2 separate regions of the Xenopus tropicalis genome follow, and region 2 is linked to region 1. A link is a contact called in public Hi-C data. All regions are on one chromosome and are shown on one strand. Each heading gives the region's core, a stretch centred on a gene start, on an enhancer-like site or on the middle of the called end of the contact. The rest is flanking DNA. Distances are from core to core; before and after follow the strand shown. Region 1 overlaps celf5 (CUGBP Elav-like family member 5). Region 2 holds the start of celf5 (CUGBP Elav-like family member 5).

Region 1 (2,993 bases), core at 281-2,780:
ATATTGATGTGTACTTGTGTGTCATTCTGTTTGTATTTGTGTTGCCAAGTGTACATATGGATTGTGATAACTTTTTATAGTTAAACAGTTATGGGAATTTTTTATATATCTAATTTTGGTAAGTTTCTTTATTATATAGATACGTACACAAACTGCTTAAATTAACAACATATATTTAATGTGAGGGGGTACCCCTGCAAGATATATTTCTCAAAAAAAGTATTCTTCCTCAGAGGTGGCCTGAGACAGTGATATAATAGGCTACATACAATGCCTCCCCTACCAGCTTGAGGAAGTGGCTGTCGATTTCAACCCTTTTTGCTCCGGGCTTAAAAGAGAGATGACATAAATGCAATAAGGCTCAAGGCTCAGAACAAACCAATTAAAATAGATGGGGGAGATTTTTTGATGCAGAAAAAAATGAAATTCAGGAAGCATTGTTTTGTTTTCTACAGAGAATGCAATCTGTGCAGCACCTCAGGCACCAAAAATCTGCTTGTAAACTCTGTGGGGTATGGATTCAGCGTGCCTGAAAAAATCAGCCTTCGGCGCCATGTAAAATTAGGAGCACTCGATAAAAATATATACGCAAACATTGTTTTGAGCAGATTTTATTTAGGCTGTCTCCCGTAGGTCTGAGAGTTGGTAGTTTAAGGCCACATATCCAGCTGGAATGCTGTCAGTCTAGGGAAGACACATTCTCCAGAGGTCTCAGAGAAGTTCTGAGATGTATTTTGAGAAACACTAGTCTTGCAGGGATACCTTCACTTAAGAAATAATAAAGTATGTATTATCAGTGCAGAGATACTAATCCCTATTGTGCAGAACTGCATGTTCCAATTAAAGCGTACTGCCATTATATAAATCAGCATGTTCATCTTGCATGTATACACACTCAAATAATGGTTGTATAGGATGTGAGAGGCCAGAGGAAACACACAATTTTGTCTAATCTGTATGCTTGTTTTTTGTTTGTTTTTTAATCCTGTTACCGTGATTATATATCATATATAATTATCATAAGATAATATTAAAGCAGAGGTGAATAGGAGCAAGTTAAAGAATTACAAAATGCATTTTATCAATGGCCTGCCCTTTTTGGCTTATCACCAATGCAGAGTAGCCTGCTTATTAACAGGGTTCAGATACTTAACCAAGCAATATGTTTATTGGAGATAATCACTTGACAGCATTATTAACTAGAGTCATTGTGCACATTAGTACAACTGTGCAACATGGAATTCCATGGGAGTTTTTATATACTTCTAATCACTATGCATTGTTTCGATGAATCTCCATGTTTAACACTGTCTCCCTTACATTTTTGGCAGCAGTTATCCCAAAAAACCTCCCTGCAGTATCCATCCCACAGCCATGGCACACCGCGTGCCGGCACAGTCTGCAACCATGGAAACCAGATGCAGCTTCCAGCTTCAGACTCAATTTTCATGGTTGCTGGACAGCATGTTAAATTGCCAATCAGAGGGTGAAGAGAAAGAAGCTGTTGCAGGGGGAGATGGGGAGTGTGCAACAGAGCGTGCAAGATGGGAGGGGGAGGATGCTCTGTGCAGGGTGTGGGGCATCATCAGCTGTGTGCAGTGTGTCAGTGCTGTATAATGGAATGCTTAGAGGGTCACTGACATGTTTTTAATTGCATGCGTCTGTCACTTTGGTTGTTTACACATGCATGTCTTCCCTGTATAACTCCATTCTGTTCTATATATGTGTGTATCATCGCACACGGGCAAAGCATACATACTAGTACCACATGCCACTACATCTGTAAATGTCTTTTAATGAATGTGGGTTACATGTGCCATTTCAAACGACAAATGTATTTGTTTTTATCGATGCATTTATATATTTTTTCATTATCACATTTTGGGGTTTAGCTGTCACAGCAAGTGTGAATATTCTTTAAAGAGTAATATGCACCCGGTTGAATTCATCAAACAAAATATGTTTTTGAAATTTGCTTTGGAGTAGTAACCAAAACGAGAAATATGAGCAATAAGCACTGGCTTAAGTGTAGCAAAGTTGTCAATATATTGTCAGATGCTGAATTACTATATCCTGAACAAAACAGCAGCTAATCATCCAGTGCATAGGCCCAAAATAGTTCACTTTCCAATTAAACTACCTGATCAGTCATGACTCAAATGCACTAGGAAAAAAAATCTCTTGTGATCCACAGCCAGCAACATTTCATAGTTCCTCTTGTAACCCTGTGGAATTAGCATTTAACTGATTGGCCTAACACACTAGTGCAGGGGTGGGCAAACTACGGCCTGTGGGCCACATCCGGCCTGTCAGCCCTTTCAATCTGGCCCGCTGTCTCCGGCCCCCTTAAAAGAATGATGGGCCCTGATTGGTTGCGCCCCGTGCGTGCGCACAGCGTCAGCACGCACGGGGCGCAACCATATAAAAGAATGCACTGGGGAGCCAGAAAGTTGCAATATGGCAACTCTCACTTTTCTGTGAGTTATATGTTACCTCAATTTCAAGAAAGGTAGTCTATAAAAGGGTATACTGCCCTTCAATTTCTAGATAACTATATCTGAAAAAATATGCTTGGCATAAGTATGTTTGGAACGGAAATTTCTAAGGGCTCTGGCACACGGGGAGATTAGTCGCCCGCGACAAAACTCCCTGTTCGCGGGCGACTAATCTCCCCGGATTGCCATCCCACCGGCGAAAATGTAAATATGCCATCCCACCGGCGATTTACATTTTCACTGGTGGGATGGCATTTGGGGGAGATTAGTCGCCCGAGACACAGGAGATTTGTCGCGGGCGACTAATCTCCCCGTGTGCCAGAGCCCTAAGTGTCATGGTAGGGCAGGGAATAAGTCCTGTGAAAGTGTGCAAGATTGTAAAAATAAAGTTCTTTAAAGAAAGAAATGTACATGAGAGACATGAATATCAGTGAGTGCCTGTTAAAGTAGAATGTTTTCATGAGGGTTTTAGATAAAGTTATAGACAGGATTCCAATA
Region 2 (2,993 bases), core at 368-2,867, 42 kb before region 1:
CAAAAATCTCTTAAGCTGGCCATACATGGACCGATAGTATTGTGTAAAACCTCATTTAGTACAATATTATGTTTGTGTATGGCGGATCGACGAGGCAATATCGCAAAAGCTTTGGATATCGGTGGTCTTGTCAATCAGGTGGGTGGAGGTAGAACTCCTATTGTTTCTACCTCCATATCTGACGATTCAGCCCTGAAAGTCAAAGGAGGGAATGAACCATCTTTCCTGTGACCAGTGGTGGCAGGAAAGATCGGTTTTGGTCTGTGTATGACCACCTTTAGTCTGCAGGTTAAGTGGGAAACAGGCCAGAAGCACCACTGCATGGCTTTTTTTTGCCCAGGGCCCAGTGATTTAGGGGCCCAAATATTTCCTGCTTTGATTACCTTTTACATGCTCCAACTGAGCTGCATAGAATCGGTTATTTTAAACAAGATAGGTCCACTATCTAACAAAAATAACAATGTTTTCATGATTGCTATAAGTCAGGGATACCCAACCTTTTATACCCGTGAGCCACATTTAAATGGAAAAAGTGTTGGGGAGCAACACAAGCATGAAAGGTTCCTGGGGTGCCAAAAGAGCTATAATTGGCTACTTAATAGCCCCTATGTGGACTGGCAGCCTACAGAAGACTGTTTTTGGCATTATACTTGGTTTTTAATGCAACAAAATCTTGCCCTCAAGCCAGAAATTCAAAAATGAGCACCTGCTTTGAGGCCACTGGGAGCAACATCCAAGGGATTGGGGAGCAACATGTTACTCAGAACCACTGGTTGGGGATCACTGTTATAAGCTGTTGAGATGGAAATGAATAAACTAAAATGTATACACTGTCCTAGCAGCCCTTATTCTGCTCTTTGGATCTTGCTATGTAACTGCCATGAAAGTAAAAGAAGTGTCTTTGCTGATGACAAACATTGCGATCATAGGCCAATGGGCTTATCCACTAACAAAGATATATTACTGGTACTTTGTATTTGTATTTGTTGAAAGGACTCTAACAATCTCCATAATTTCACAACACTGAAAACAAGACATACAATATAAAATCCAATGTTTCTCTGATGAATTATTTTTATTATTAAGAATGTTTTCTCAGTAAATATTTCAAATTGTTACATTTCCTTTTGGCTTGAATGTTTGCTTATAAGTGTCTAGCTTTATTTGTACATTTTGTTACTACTTCAAGGCGGCTGAGGATGTGAGATTGGGCTTCTGGTTTTTCACACTACTAATGGTATTTTGACTGGGTAATTTTTCATGCTTTTGTTTCCTTGGTTTTCCTTTTTCGACATATTTTTATGCTCATGGCAGAAAGGACTGGCAGCCACGCTCTCAGTTTCTTGGGATAAGCAAAGTAATTTAACATATAGTTCAAATCTACTGTACAGAGATTTTAAACAAGAACCTGGACGTAAGTAACGGTAACCTATTCCAGCCAGGCATGAAAGCATCCAAATGTTCAGCTCCTTTTTTTTTACCTCGCACACACACACCCTTCCAAGGGAACCCAGCAGTTCCTAGAGCTGCCAACAGGGTGCGCCAACGTGCAGCGCTGCGCTGTGGTGATGTTGCCGGAGCTCAGTTTCCAGCTGAGAGCTCTGCCTGTGTGACTGATCCAGCCTACCGAGGGGCTGGAGATGGCCAGACTGACGGAGAGAGAGGCGAGGAGGCAGCAGCAGCAGCATCCCCCGCAGCAGCAGCAGCCCCGAGCCTGCCCCATGAGCGGCCCCGAGCCCCCTGCTCAACAATCAGACAGTATGAAGGACCTGGACGCCATCAAATTGTTCGTGGGGCAGATTCCTCGTAACCTGGAGGAGAAAGACTTGAAGCCTTTGTTCGAGCAGTTCGGCAAGATCTACGAGCTCACAGTGCTGAAAGACCGATACACAGGCATGCACAAGGGTAAGTACCACTGAGTGTGCCTCTTCCCCGCACAGTGGCATTCCCAGGAGCATCTGCCAAACATTCTACTATGCCCGAGAATAAGTGCCTTCCTATTATCCCATACATGGCAGCAGTAACATTCCTTCTCTGCTGATGGTGTGTGCCAACCTATTATCTACCCATGGCATCAGTACAGCATTCCTTCTCTACAGTTCAGAGGCATTCCCTTTAGGTGTGTGCAATCCCATAACCCCATGGCAACAGTAAAGCATTGTCTCTTTACTGAACAGGTGCATGCTCATGGGTGTGTTACCCTGTAGCATCAGTACAGCATTCCTCCTCTACAGGGGCTTGCCCAAGGGTGTGTGCCATCATTTTATCCTTATATTGTTAGAACACCCCACTTTTTTCTAGAGGGGTATATTGAAAGATGGTTTTGTTTTTTTACACACAATGGCGAGTCACTTGTCCAATATCATCTGTACAACCTGCTACCTCACCTGTGCAGTGTCATGGCCACAGGTGAGTGCTAGCCCTATAGTATTTGCAACCATTTCCTCTCTTATGCGTGGGATATTGCCAGAATTGAGTCCAGCCTATTACCCCCAAGTTCCCATATTCCTTCTTTTGTACAGGGGCATGCTGTTAGCCTATTACTACAGCCTATTCTCTTGTACTCCTGTAGTCATTTTGGGGAGAGTACAGCCAGCTACCTCACTGCTACCTCACAATGTATACACAATAATTTGCACAACATTTTCACTCATTAGTACAATGGTATTAACAAGGATGAACACCAGCATATTCTGACATTATTATTCATCATCAGGTCACATTCTGTTGTTTTGGAGACATGAGTCGGTACCAACCTCTCATTTCTACCTTACCCATTTAATGTTACAGTCTTCAAGCTCTTACACACCCAGTAATCGGTACTCTACACAAGGCTCCAACCTGAGGCCCTCCAGCTGTTCCACAACATTTATTGTTGGACAGCCCTTTCCTAACCTGTTTCTCTTTTTTATAAAAGCTGATCTCATGTTATAATTTTTCTAAATGGAGATAAAAGTAGGTAAGTAGCAGCTTCCTTGTCCTTCCTCCCAACA

What was found. Hi-C and Micro-C count contacts between places; a contact is called where the count stands out from the background.
Region 2: a Hi-C map of neurula embryo shows a contact between it and region 1, with 2.1 times the contacts expected there. The contact joins the promoter of celf5 here to the enhancer-like site in region 1. A contact is called at or near these places in 3 of 5 Hi-C or Micro-C datasets (brain, gastrula embryo and neurula embryo).

The regions. Positions count from the first base shown.
Region 1 is chr1:114,374,413-114,377,405 of UCB_Xtro_10.0, reverse strand. The region is part of intron 3 of celf5 (CUGBP Elav-like family member 5); the gene reads left to right. Among named protein-coding and RNA genes, the nearest start is that of hsd11b1l, 37 kb to the right of the region's middle. Within about 2 kb of position 1,530, at least 4 of the 11 cell types and tissues checked have an H3K27ac peak or open chromatin away from gene starts, as enhancers often do. A contact at or near this core is called in neurula embryo, where this site is marked.
Region 2 is chr1:114,416,728-114,419,720 of UCB_Xtro_10.0, reverse strand. celf5 (CUGBP Elav-like family member 5) reads left to right here and starts at 1,617. Exons shown (of 13, transcript NM_001097170.1): 1 at 1,617-1,905. The coding sequence starts at 1,641.